2 separate regions of the Hordeum vulgare genome follow, and region 1 is linked to region 2. Evidence: chromatin contacts called from public Hi-C data. All regions are on one chromosome and are shown on one strand. Each heading gives the region's core, a stretch centred on a gene start, on an enhancer-like site or on the middle of the called end of the contact. The rest is flanking DNA. Distances are from core to core; before and after follow the strand shown. Region 1 holds the start of LOC123447875 (mRNA-capping enzyme-like). Region 2 holds the start of LOC123447873.

What was found. Hi-C and Micro-C count contacts between places; a contact is called where the count stands out from the background.
Region 1: a contact with region 2 is called in a Hi-C map of seedling, with 5 times the contacts expected there. The contact joins the promoter of LOC123447875 here to the promoter of LOC123447873 in region 2. A contact is called at or near these places in 4 of 6 Hi-C or Micro-C datasets (leaf and seedling) and 1 of 1 datasets of contacts at active chromatin or transcription factors (embryo).

Annotation. Positions count from the first base shown.
Region 1 is chr4H:59,944,231-59,950,464 of MorexV3_pseudomolecules_assembly, forward strand. It overlaps LOC123447875 (mRNA-capping enzyme-like), which reads left to right and starts at 4,632. Exons shown (of 18, transcript XM_045124582.1): 1 at 4,632-4,931.
Region 2 is chr4H:59,385,538-59,392,468 of MorexV3_pseudomolecules_assembly, forward strand. It overlaps LOC123447873, which reads right to left and starts at 3,065. Exons shown (of 5, transcript XM_045124580.1): 1 at 2,851-3,065; 2 at 1,780-2,442; 3 at 476-551; 4 at 260-386. The coding sequence starts at 2,429.

The DNA.
Region 1 (6,234 bases), core at 3,382-5,881, 560 kb after region 2:
CACATGCATTTGTGTTCCATTCAATACAGTTATAGCATGGATAATAAACGATTAACTTGAAACAATAAATATAATAATAACTATTTTATTATTGCCTCTAAGGCATATTTCCAACAGCTTGGTCGCCATAGACGGTTGGTGTTGTCGTGAATCTCAATCATTGTGGTGCAAAGATTCAGGAGTCTCCAATTAAATTGCAGAGATTGTCGTGGGTAATTTGTACGGGTTTAGTGACCATCCGCAAGGGTCTCCAATTATACGGGTTTGGTGACCACCCTCAAGGGTCCCTTAGTGAAGACACACCACCTTGCATTGTGCGAGGACGTTGTGCCTCCACACAGCTCTAGCCGAGATCAGCATTCACAATGGTGTGAACTTTGTGATATATTGTCGTTTCCGCGTGCCTCGTTATCTCTTATCCGAGCCATTTACTTATGCACTTACTTTGTGATAGCCATAGTGCTTCATGTTATATATCTTGCTATCACATTATTGTTTATCTTGCTTAGCATAAGTTGTTGGTGCGCATAGTTGAGTCTAACATATTTAAGTTTTGTGCTCGACAAATTAAACGTTGGTTTTATTTTGCATTTGTTCAAGCCTAAACTGTAATTGTTTTAAATCGCCTATTCACCCCTCTCTAGCAACATCCATGTCCTTTCAGCGCCGATCTAGAGTCTGTTCCACACGCCTATGAGGATGCCCGTCCGTATGTGAGGCTGACATTTTTAGCCACCTTTGAAGGAGCTCGAATGACACTTGCACTGGCCCGAGCATATTATCCTAGAGTCAACCTGCATGGACTTGTAATGTCAAACCCGGTAGGCAAAGAGCCCATGGCGTTTCTCCACGAGGTCAAGGAGGACACTAAGTATGTAGCTAGTGCTTGTGACCTGGAGGATGTCATCGAGCAAGGTCATTAACTTCTTAGGAGCTCAGATTTGTTGAGCGTGAACACATTATGTATTTTGTGATGATATGATTTCACTCCTTTTTACGTATCTTGCAAAGTCCAATTGCCTTGAGATTTCCTCTTATAGGCCAAACCAAAAATATTGTTCCTTAGGTTTTAGATACGAGGTTGACTTGTTGTCAACATGATAACACTCTTGGGCAAAGTATTCATCTTTGTTTGAACTCATTTTAGCGATACAGAAAAAGGGAGATCAGGAGATCGATTTGTTGTATGAAGCCGCCCGGAGGCCGGTACCTTGATGCAACCCTCGGGTGTTTGACAATTTGAAGGGTCATAGGATACGCCATATAGACCAACTACAGAAGGTCAAAGTAATACGCAACCTCCGAGTGTGGTAATAGATGGACCTCCTTAGACGCATTTTTTTTTTCATAGCTCCTTAGACGCAACTTGAAAGCCTACCACAAGGGGATCAATATGTTTGTGTATATGTTTTTTAGCAATCATAAAATTAATACTTTATTTGTTTTTAAATATAAATATTTTAAAAGGTTTCACTAACAGACTACATAGATATGTATATAAATATATTTTAGAGTATAGGTTCATTCATTTTGCTCTGTATGCATTTTCAGTATTTTTTTAAAATATATTTAAAAACGGAGGGAATATAAAGAAAGCCACAAACATTTTTAAAGATGAGGACAGAACACCTTTATTCATAATCTATATGATCGACCTAATTAAACGATAACATGAGTATCTTTAAAATTTATCAAAACAATATACATGGATTTCGCTGCCTCCCGTCGCCCTCGACCCCCTCCCGTGGCCCCCGTGGGCGACCAGGGGGTAGCCCTAGCTGCCATCACCGGTCCTCCCTCGCTCCTCCTTCATCCTCGCCGCCGCCAGCAGCACCGCTGGGCGAAGCCTGGCCGACAGGGGCGGCGGCGGGGATCCTCTCCCCTTCACGCGACATGGCTGGCGCGGGACGACCGTTCGTGAGGAGGCGTCGGACTAGCGCGCGGTGCGGCGGCGCGGCATGTGGATCCTAGCGGCAGCGTGCGAAGCGCGTCGAAGGTTGGGTTTCGTTCTTGCGGCGCGGTGTGGCAGCTGCGGGAGTGCGTCGTCGAGTTCGGGTCAGATCCTCCTGGATCCGGCGTCCCGACGCTATCGGCCAGCGTAGGGTGGTGGTACTCGTCACTGTTCAGATTGGATCTTCATTGGTCCAGATACCCGCGGTGTGCTTCTCTCCTGCGGTTTCCTGGCGTTGTTGGCGTGGCCGCGGATGAAGCTGGTGGAGGAGATTCAGATAAGGGGAAACCCATTGGTCGGCCCTGGCCGGCCGCGCCGACGACGACGCTCAAGGGCGCCGTTGTTCTTCCTCGAGACGTCGGTCTACGTCTGCTCCTCCACTTCCTACCTAATTGCCTCTCGGGTGAAAACCCTAACTCCGGTGGGCGGCGGCGGCGTCCTTGACGTCGTGACCTTCCCGAAGGCGTCGCCTTGAGGGCTGAGTGGTGGTGGGCACTATGTGGGTCGTGGACGGTTGTTGGTGGTGGGCACTGCTTCGGGGGAAACCCTAAGATCTGTCTTTCCAGATCGGATGATTGCGGTACTGCGATGCCCTTTCTCTCTTGGGAGCATCGTTTGTGGAGCAACGCTGGTTGACAGAGGCAGGAGATGGAGCGACTTCGTCTGGCCCGAAGATTTGGCGGAACTGTCAAGTCATGCCTGTCCGACAGGTGCTACGCTGAGTCATGCCTGGTTGGTAGGTGCTACGCACGATAGTTCTTCCAGAATCTTCGTGTCTGGACGAATGAGCGCAGGGCGGTGGCGCTGTTTGGCGCCGTGGTGGCGTCGATCATCTTGCACGGAGCTTTCGGTGGAGATGTCAAGTCATGCCTGACCGACAGGTGCTACGCTGTGTCGTGCCTGGCCGGCAGGTGCTACGCACGACAGATCTTTCAGAATCTTCGCGTCTGGACTGACGAGCCGTGGTGGCGTCGACGGATGGACGGACTAACGAGGATGATACAGATCTCTCTCCTGAAGATGGGTCAGCGGCCTGATGATGATGGTGGCGTCTAAAACTTGTGCATGTGGTGTACGCTTTAGGTCTGCTGCACCGGTTGTGGGTTCCGATACGCTATGTGAATGGATCGGTGACGGCACCAGTCTTAGATATGGGGAGTGAGAGCACTCTACATTATCAAATTTTGTAGGTGTGAGTGGTGGCTTCGTATGGTTTGATGTATGTTTTTGTTAGACATACTAGCAAAAGGCCCGTGCGTTGCAACGGAAGAAAAAATATCACACGCTTTTGATTTTTATAATCATTTTGATTTATTAAAATAATAAGCTAACTAACTAATGTAGTAAGTCCTATCCTATTTTGTTGGAAAATCAACCCGTTCATTGTTAATTCCATCATGATGAGAAATTGAGCGGGACAAACAAAGCAAAACAAAGAGGCTACCTGAATTGATCAATGTACTGTTATCTTATTTCACTCATGGGGTAGAGAATGTGGGATCAGATGACAAACTGAAGGTGGTGTTCCATTCTCTCTCTCTACAACAATGCAATCTTACATTAAATACATTCATTCATCAGCAAACAAATTCCCAGAAAACAAATTTTCTTGTCGGTGCTTGGCACACGGTTGGAGGCATGGGGAGGGGATCTCACCAGATGATGAGTTCCTGCCGAAGGAGGGGATACATTGAGGGGACCAAGAGTTAGGCGCCTCTATCTGGCCATAAGGAGTCGTCGTTGCCGCGCTATAACCTCGGAGTTTCCCGTGTGAGCCATGGAGGCCCGCCTCCACCTGCAAGTACTTCGCTCCGTCGTGCCTTATCCGCGCGCCACCGCCGTTCTGCATCGAGCGGACGCATCATCCCAAGTCGCTGTAGCTATCGCGTTGATTTGATCCAGAAGCTGTGCTCGAGCGCCGAAACGGGGGCAGCAAGCAGGCAGAGGTACGACCGTGGAGGCGGGTGGGTTGAGATCGGCAGCAGTGGTGATTGAGGTCGGTCGCGGCGGCGAGTGGTGTGGCAGCGGGCTGGGCACAGGCCAAGGTGGCCCAAGGTCGACGGGAGGAGGCGATGCGTACATGTATAATTTTTGCAGCGAATCGTTTTTTCCTTTTGCGTTGCAGATAAATGATGGAGCGCGGGTTGAATAACAAAAATTACAGGTTTTTTTTATAAAAATATTGTGGTGGGTTTTCCGACAAAAGCAATAGCCGCTTTATTATTAGGTATATAGATGTTATTAAATAATTAATAAAGATGGTTGTATGCAGAGGCCGGTGGTTTGAACCTCGTTTTCCAAAAAAAAAAACATGGATTTCGCGCCTTTCCGTCATGCTGGACAGAGAGGTGCACATTGACGACGTCATCGACGGCCGTGGACTGGAACCGATCGAACGGTCATTTAGATAAGACGGCTTCACAAGTAAGTTAAGACGCTTGATTGTTAAGCACGAATGCGGGACAAGTGCCGACATAGTTTCTTCGAGGGGTCAATGGAAGAACTAAAGTTTCTTCGAGGGGTCATGTAGTAAAAGTAATACAGGCAAAGTCTCGCTCCATAGTCTCCAGTTCAGTGGCTTGGCTGTACACCGCTTGTGAGCAGCGGCGCGGAAAGGCCCGCCGTGCGCCACACGGCTCTACCAGTGCAAAGCGCCCGGGTGGCCGCGTGCACGCGAGCATATGTGGTACGCCGAGCCCACGCTGATAAAGGTCCCCCGCACGCCTCGCCTCGGCCGCAACTCACCGCCGCGTTCCCCTTCCTCTCGACTCGGTTCGAACCGGTTTGGGGCCCCTCTTCGCATGGCTGCTCCCAAACCCAAACCCTAACCCGCAGATCCTTTGCTCTCCCCTAAACCCTTCCCCCAATCCCCCCCTTCTCTTCCGCCCCGCGGTGCTCGCCGGTGCGGGCACCGCCCTCCGCTGCTCTGCCCGGCGGGACGCTCGGCGTCTCGGCCCCCGCCTCAGCCGTCGCGCGTGAGGTACGCTTAGCTCATTTCTCCCCTCCCCTGGGCCCCCGTTCGCTCGGCGCGGTGCGCCTCCATGGTTAGCTCGCGGTGCGGTGGTTAGCTTTGCCCGCGGTCGGTTGCTCCGTGCGCGGGGCGCGGGCAATTTGCTGATTCGGCCAGGCCTCGCGAGCCGCGAACCCTATAGGCTAGCCGTGCACTCGCTGCCGCCTCGCACGGGGAGGGTGTGGGGCCTGGACGGTGGGTTCGGAACGGTGTGGTTTTGTTCTTGTGTTTTCTCATGCGTGTTCGCCACCTGTAACCATGAAGCCCAGCTAGCTTCCCAATTCGAGAACATTATATTGCCTGGAAGGAGCAATGGCGTCGAGAAACACTGGATTGTGGCAAACTTTTGGGTGTTTGATTTGATGGTTGTTTCGATTTGATGGTAGAAGATGTGAGAGAGGGGTCGGAGTAATTCGCTGGTATGCACTGTTGCTGCGAGCATCAGCATGCTCTGTTTTGACCTGGATTGTCTTCTTTTCTTGTCTATGCATATCGCTTGTTCGTGCATGCATTACAAGTCCCTTCTATATTTCTGTGGTGATGAATTTTCTTCTTCTTAGTACTGTGCGCTGGGACTGTCCTTTTTACTGTGCGTGTTCACATCCGAAAACTTGGTATTGGATTAATTCTGCTTCTTAAATGTGTGATACAATGCTAACCTGATAGATTAATTCATCTTCACTCCTAACGAATAGTGGCCATCTTTAATAGTTTGTTTCCTCTATTTTCTGCGGAGACTCCGATCTAATAAGTAGCCAACGCCTTTCATTCAATGGTATTCCTGTCTCTTTTTATTAGCCGTTATTCTCTTCTGGGCGGTAATTAACGCCATAAAAGACCTACTAATCCCTCGCTCGCTGGACCAACATGCCATCACTAATTTCCTTCATAATTGGGAGATCACATCCTCTGCCAATAGCTGAATCGTAGCCTCACTGCACGCCTCCTGCACGCGGTTTGTGCTCCTCTGTAATCTGGCCCTTCAGCATGCAGGCTTCTCTAGCGCTACTATGATTAGCGATCAGAAATTAGAACATTGTCGATAAGTTGCTTGCCCTGTCATGTGTAAAAAAACACACCCACACTGAGTACCAGAGGCAAATCCTGTCTAACAATATAGGAAAGGTTAGAAGTTTTTTCATGCCTTACAAAATGCGATGATGAGTTCTGTTTAGGATTTTTGACCAACTTTAAGATTGTCAGCATTTCTGAGCTCCTTAAATCAGAATTCTGAAATGAGAGAGGTTAGACTTAAGGGAGATATTTGGCCCAT
Region 2 (6,931 bases), core at 1,815-4,314:
CTTGGTTGACCCTCAATCTTACTTAAGAAACTCATGTTTCTGATCCTCATTAACGTCACAGAAAGTACAATGCCCCAACTTCTTGTTACAAAGTATGAATAGAAATATAGAACATCGAAATGGTATCTCTAAAGTTCACTGAAGAGTTACATTTGAATAATTTCTTAGTGGAATTTAATGCAATTGTCAAAAGAGATATTGTTTGATGGGGAGCAGAACTCCAAAATAAGAAAACAAAAATACAAGTTGGCATACTTACCACGTTTAATTACTTGCTCCTGAGCTATACTCTCCAGCCTTTGCTTCAAGGCTTTGTTTTCCAAGTCTAACATTATATTTTGTTGAGTAAGAAACTCCATTTCAGCAGATACTTCTATCCCTTCTGACTGCATTATTCAGACATGAATATTTTCTGTTTGTCAAATACAACACTAAATTGTGGAACAGAAACCACCTTTTGTTGTGGTGAGCTCACCTGTAATGATTGGACTTTACCCTCAAGCTCGGCAATATACTGGAGTTTTCGAACACGAGATCTTTGAGCATATTGCCTGCAAGCGACGTTGATTAAAAAAATCAGATGCATTAAAGTATGGAAATGTTAATCCATGCTATTACAACTTGCCGATTAGGAATCTTGACATATATATGTACGCTAATTAAAATAAAAAAATCTGATAAACCATAGTGCTTTAAGTCCAGTCTAACTAGTATATAAGTAGCTATGCAATTGCAATGTCCGTACCATTGTCCATTAAGGATTTTACAATTTATACTTCATCCGTTCCTAAATACTCCCTCCGTTCCTAAATATAAGTCTCTGTAGATATTTTACTAGTGGACTACATACGGATGTATATAGACATACTTTAGAGTGTACATTCAATCATTTTGCTCCGTATGTAGACATCTAGTGAAATCGCTTAAAAGACTTATATTTAGGAACGGAGGGAGTATAAGTCATTTTAAAGATTCCACTACGGACTACATACGAAGCAAAATGAGTGAATAAATACTCTAAAGTATGTCTATATACATCCGTATGTAGTCTGTAATGGAATCTCTAAAAAGACTTATATTTAGGGACGGAGGGAGTATATGAGCATGTCTGATTTAAGACTCATAAAGTTGAGTTGCAATTTTGAAAGAAAAACATCCAAATGTTGTTTTACATTTATGTTGCCAAAGGACACTATCCATTCTCTCAGATGTGACCACATCTAATGTGTGAAATAAGTACATATTTGCACTATCCTATATTCCTATCAGATGTGCGCATCGGTGGTGGAGGGAGGGAATGACATGGGCCAGGGCTGCCCTCATGTTTCCTAAGTGCATGCCTATCATCTTGGCAATCCTTAAAATCCAAGGAATTCTCTAGTATTGCATACTTTGGGCCCTCTCATTAAGATTGTTAAAATGTTTGATTCATTTGGCAGCCCTCTAACTCTAGTTCCTTGCTCCACCACTGGCGACCATGATCAAATGTGCCACGCAGCTATACAGAAGAATTATTAAACGACTACATTGCTTGCTTTATCGTGTTGAAACTAGAAGAGTGTATTCTGAATTTAAAATCTAAGCTAACCATAATTTGATTTTAAAATATATGCTAACCCACAGCAAAGGGCTGACCCTGCTGTATGCGGTCAAAATTAAGTAAATAGATAGCACTCCCCGGCTCTCGTCATTAATGGTTCTCAACTGTAAGATTTCAGAACACAGATAAGTGTTGGGATAGATAGCATGGATGCAATCATGCAGCAGAAGTATACTCACTGTTTAGCACGCTTGGTGTCCGCCTCTGACTGTGCGTACTTTGGCAGCCCACCATCCTTCCTCTCTGCCCCAAGTTCATCAAGAGCTCTTTTGTCCATGGCATGCTCATGATCCCTCGACGCACTCAGTGAACCGTGATGCCCACCCAACTTCTCCCTCACCGGCACCGGCGGCCCTGGCCTGTAACCAGCCAAATTCGGCATGCCTTGCTCCCACGGCCGGCCCTGCGGTCTCCCGTATGAGCTTGGCTTGGCATAGTACTCCTGCACGCCACCCCATGGCGCAGCCTGCCCTCCTCCCCCCATCTCCTCAAAACCATTGGCAAATGCGCCCGAGGCAGCGCTTCCGTCGAACAGTGCAAAAGAGTCGCTCGACGACCTGCGGTGCCCGGCGCGGCGAACGGGAGTCTCAGGCTCGTCGAGCAGGTCGTCGAGCCACGACGGCTGCTCCTCAATGATGCTCTCAGACGACGTGCGCTGGTGGTGCCCATGGCCGTGGCCATGCCCAAAGCGGTGGTGCGTGGCGCCCTGTGGCCGGGCGATCGGGCCGTGGTCTGCGTACGGCGACGGCGCCGGCGCCGCGGCGGTCGGGAACGGGCTACGCGGCGGCAGCAGCGCCTGCTTCTGGAGTTTCGCGTTCGCCATCATCATCTGCCCGACCAAACTGCACACAACAAAGAGCACATCTGTGACATAAATCAAGATTTGGAGCAAATTTAACACTAAACTAGCACGAGCTTGCATCGAATCGAGGCGGTCCAATTCACAGCTCTACCCACAGATCTCAGCAAACGGCACGACAAAACAATTTTGCTTGCGTTCTTCTACGGCGAATTCGCGTCAAAGATTCGAATTTGCTTCGAACCGCAAGCGTCCAATTGTGCCACGAAGCGGTCAAGATCCGAGGTCCGCATAGAGGACCGAACTGGAGGATGTCAATTGGACGAAGAGAACGCAGCAGAAACAAGCACGCATCGAAACAGCACGGCGCAAATCGAGGCGGATGAAGAGGGGCGAGGACGCACCAAGAATCGCGGAAAGAACCAACCAAAAAACCCCGAAAAAGACTCACCAATTCGGCCGCGACTCTTCCAACCGCCCCGCCCCAGAATTGCCGCAGCCAAATCCTCGCACTAATCCACAGTTACTCGTATTTGTTGGAGCTAATCTTCGGGGAATTAGAGCTTGCGGCGAGGAGGGGGCCGGCGAGGGAGGGGAGGGGAGGGGAGGGGGAGAGTGGGAGACGAATGGAGAAATTGTATACTAGTACTGAGGGGAGAAAAAATCAATTAAATAGTGTCTCTCTCGCTAGTGTTTTAATATTGCGGCAGCGACAAAGAAATTGGTTTGCAGAAACTTTGATGAGCGTCCGCCGTCGGATTGAGAGGCCCAACGGTGTCGAGAAATCTGGTGAGAATTATTGTCTTCGATGCGGCGAAGCAGGTGGCCGGTACTACTAGTGGCGAGAGATGTAAATGCTGTGCGTACCCAAGGCGTGCCTATGTCAATTTTTGATTATTACTCTCTCCGTTTCAAAATTCTTGTCGTAGGTTTTATACATCCATTTCTAAACAAATCTAAGACAATAATTTTGTGACGAAGAGAGTATATATTATGTGCGTATTATCCATGTGACCCACTTTGTGCAAAGGAGAGCATAATTTTGGAGAAACTTGAACAAGGTTTTATGATTGTTTGGGCTTGTTTCGGTGTTTATAGTCTCTAGGTGATCGATGATACCCTTGATATTACATGGATATTGTGGTGGTGTTAGAGCAACTCCAACGGAGTGATCCATTTCGTCTGTCGCCGTTCGTTTGGATTCGTGCGGACAAAAACTTGATCCAACGCGTCGACCCAAACGGACGCGCGTCCGCTTTTTGTTCGCCTATCGACCCATTTCCAGTCCAAATTTTGAGCCTGATTTACGTCGGCGCGGACATGAAACGGACGCACGCGGCGCGCGCCTACTTCCCTCCCTGGCCTGCAAGTCGGCGACAAAGCGGCCACTTTTTCCCTCCATTTTCCCCAAACTCTTCCGCTCGCTCCTGCGCCAGCTCCCACCGCCATGGACGACGACTTCGAGGTCATCGCCGCCATCGCCTCAATGCCCATGTCCGTCGCCACCGCCCTCTTGGCGCGTGGGGGGGGGGGAATAAGTTGTGCATGACCATGGTGACGGCGAGAAGACCCGACCGCGGGGGAAGACCAACTCAAAGAAGGGGGACAGGTGGAACGCGGCGTCGATCGCCTTGCTTGAAAAAATGGAGGGCATGATAAGCAAGAAGGACTTGCGGGAGGAGAAGAGTCGGCAAGAAAAGGAAGACCAAATGCACGCCTTCATGAAAATCCAAAGAAGGAGGTTCGAGATGGACGCGGAGAGGCAAGCCAAGATGCTTGAGTTGGAGGAGGCGAAGCAAGCCAAGATGTTCGAGATCGAGGCCACCATTGCCAGGACCAATGCGAAAGAAGTGGCCCTCGCAAACATGAAGACGGGCGCGGAGATTATGAAGGTTGATCTGAACACCGTGTCGCCGAGAAAGAGGCTATGGTTCGAGAAGATGCAAGCCAAAATGTTCAAGTTCGACCAGCTGTGATCTGCGACGGAGATCAACGGAACCTTTTTTGTATGCCGGCAAGTGTGCTTGCATGACCACGGGTCGATATAGCGTGGTCGAATTTGGCATGCTGGCATGTGTGTCGGCCGCTGACAAGTGTACCAACATGAACTATTGAACGTTAGCATGCTGACCTGTTTTATCTGATGTACGGGCATAAATGGATCGCTAGTGTTGAACACGCGGTCAATAAAAAAAAATGCGGACAACCGACTAAAACGAACAAAAAGCGAACAAAATCGTCGTCCGTTTGGATCGACCGGTTGGAGTTGCTCTTACATGTTTCTTTGAACCAAAAGAATGATGCATTTGCCAGCAGGACACAATTGAACCATATACACAACATAGGCAGGAGACATTCGACCCAAGAAAAGAGCAAGAAAACAGAAAGAAATGATGTGCATGACCTAGCGGTGGAGCTGGTGCATGTGGCAGGAGGAACACGGCATTGTTGTTTAAGTGCAGCCCATATTGGGTAGTGGGGGCAAACAGAAAACAGAAAACAACTCATGCCACCGGCCGGACAGCTCAGGATCCAGCTGCGACCACAACACCATCTGCTGCTGTCGTGCTGTCTTTATCCCCCCCTCTCCCTACTTGCCCTCCTGGCCAGCTTTTCTTTTCATTTTGCACCTCGTGGCTTGCTACGTTCATCCTCGTGGCATTTTCTTTGCATTAAAAAAACCCAAACTTCTTTTTTAAAATCAGAGCGCGCGAAGAAAATGAGATTGTTCGTTATCGCCGTTCTCTCTCCCAAGCCGGCGCGGCCGCCTTGAAGATCATCGAGAGAAGGCAATGGGAAGAAAAATGATGCCCTTCCTACTCACACTTGCGCTCCTCCTCTCATTGTATGCATTGTGCATGAGTGTATCACGCCGTCCCTGACCACCACATGCCCAGATTGCTCATCCCATGGTCGCGCACGCTGCTGGCTGCAATGCTACTTTCTTCGTCAGATTAACTCCCAACACACTGCCAGCTGACCTTGCGTAGTCCATTGTGTGCGATCGCCAGAGCGACGTAGCGCGCTACCATGTCGTGCCGATGTGCTCTCGCCGCAGCTGATGTATAGCATGCCGTCGGGTCTGTCTAATTGTTTTGTGTATGGTCGTTCGGTTTGCAACCACTGGTCAGCTACAATCATGCCTATTTGCGACTGTTATTAACTGCTAGATAGGTCGTTGTAAACATGCACTGGCCAAACACTGTCACAATATTCCCAATACTACAAATACTTTGATATGTCAAAACTATGGTATCTAGTACCTATAGACAAAAATATTGCAGTTTTCAATATTATAAGTTTCTACCTTACTTTGTTGTCAAACACAGCGTGGGTCGATTTCAACCGCTCATGTTGAAATATACATGTTGTTTCGAATTGTTGCAGAATTTGAGTGTTATGCATTTGTGTAATTGTTATGCGATGGCATAAGTTGACAAGAGGACACCCCAAGTTGCTATGAGGTTCGGAGATGTTGATGAGGCTTGGGTGTTTTGGCTAGAATATGGTGGTCACACAGGCTAGGGGTGGGCATTCGGTATAAACCGAATTTTCGGTTTCTACCACTCGGTTAATTTTTAAATTCGGTTAATAAAGCTAGAAACCGAGTTGATGGTGCGCCACTTGGCAAGCTCGTTAACCAAATGGCCGTAAGAACCAACAATTTGGATATGGGTATGTCTCCGGTGATAGATGAATGATCAGTCGTTATCAAGTAATGCGAAATTCATAATAAAGTTGCCGACCGTTTGACAAATTATAGTCGCGTAGAATATGCCATGGCTGTGTGGATGCATTTAGGATCATCATGTATCGATGATCTTTTGCCTCTCGACTGTAACTCTATCAATTTGGAATTAAACTCTATTTTCATCGTAAAAGAAAAAATTAATGCAAAATTCAGAAAAGAATGCATAGGAGAAAAGATTTGAATAAAAAGATGAAAACAAGACCCGGTGGTCTAATTTTTTTCCGGAAGACGAATCTACGTTGGTTGCCTGTAGCATGAGCCGTCAAACTATAGGAGTACAGTTCGTACCGCCTAGGATGTTATTTTTTTTCTTTTTTCGGGAGTCTAGGATGTTAGTTCAACAACAATGGACTCTGTGTGCATGGAAGTAACCTTCTACTCTTAGACATGTACATGTATCTTTTATTTTATAAAGGAAATTGTTTATAATCAACTGATTAATTTCTCTACTCCGTAAACCGCCTCCCCCGATTGACACATCCTCCTGTAGGGCCCATCCATCACGCACTCCCATCGTGCCTTATCTCTTTCCTCACGGCTCGTCTTCTTCCTTATTTCCTCTCTCATCTCTCTCTGCAACGCACCCGCTCTCCTCCAGCACCGCTGCTGCGCATCCGCCATGGCCGCAGTTGCCGAGTTGCGAGATGGTGTGAGCCACCGTCGCTAGCCATGCCTTCTGATGTGGTCCGTACATGTTGCTGCCTAGCTGCAATCCATGGGAGAGGGGGGATCTCCGTCATTGCCGCAGAATAGAGAAGCAGAGCTGCATAACAAATAAGGT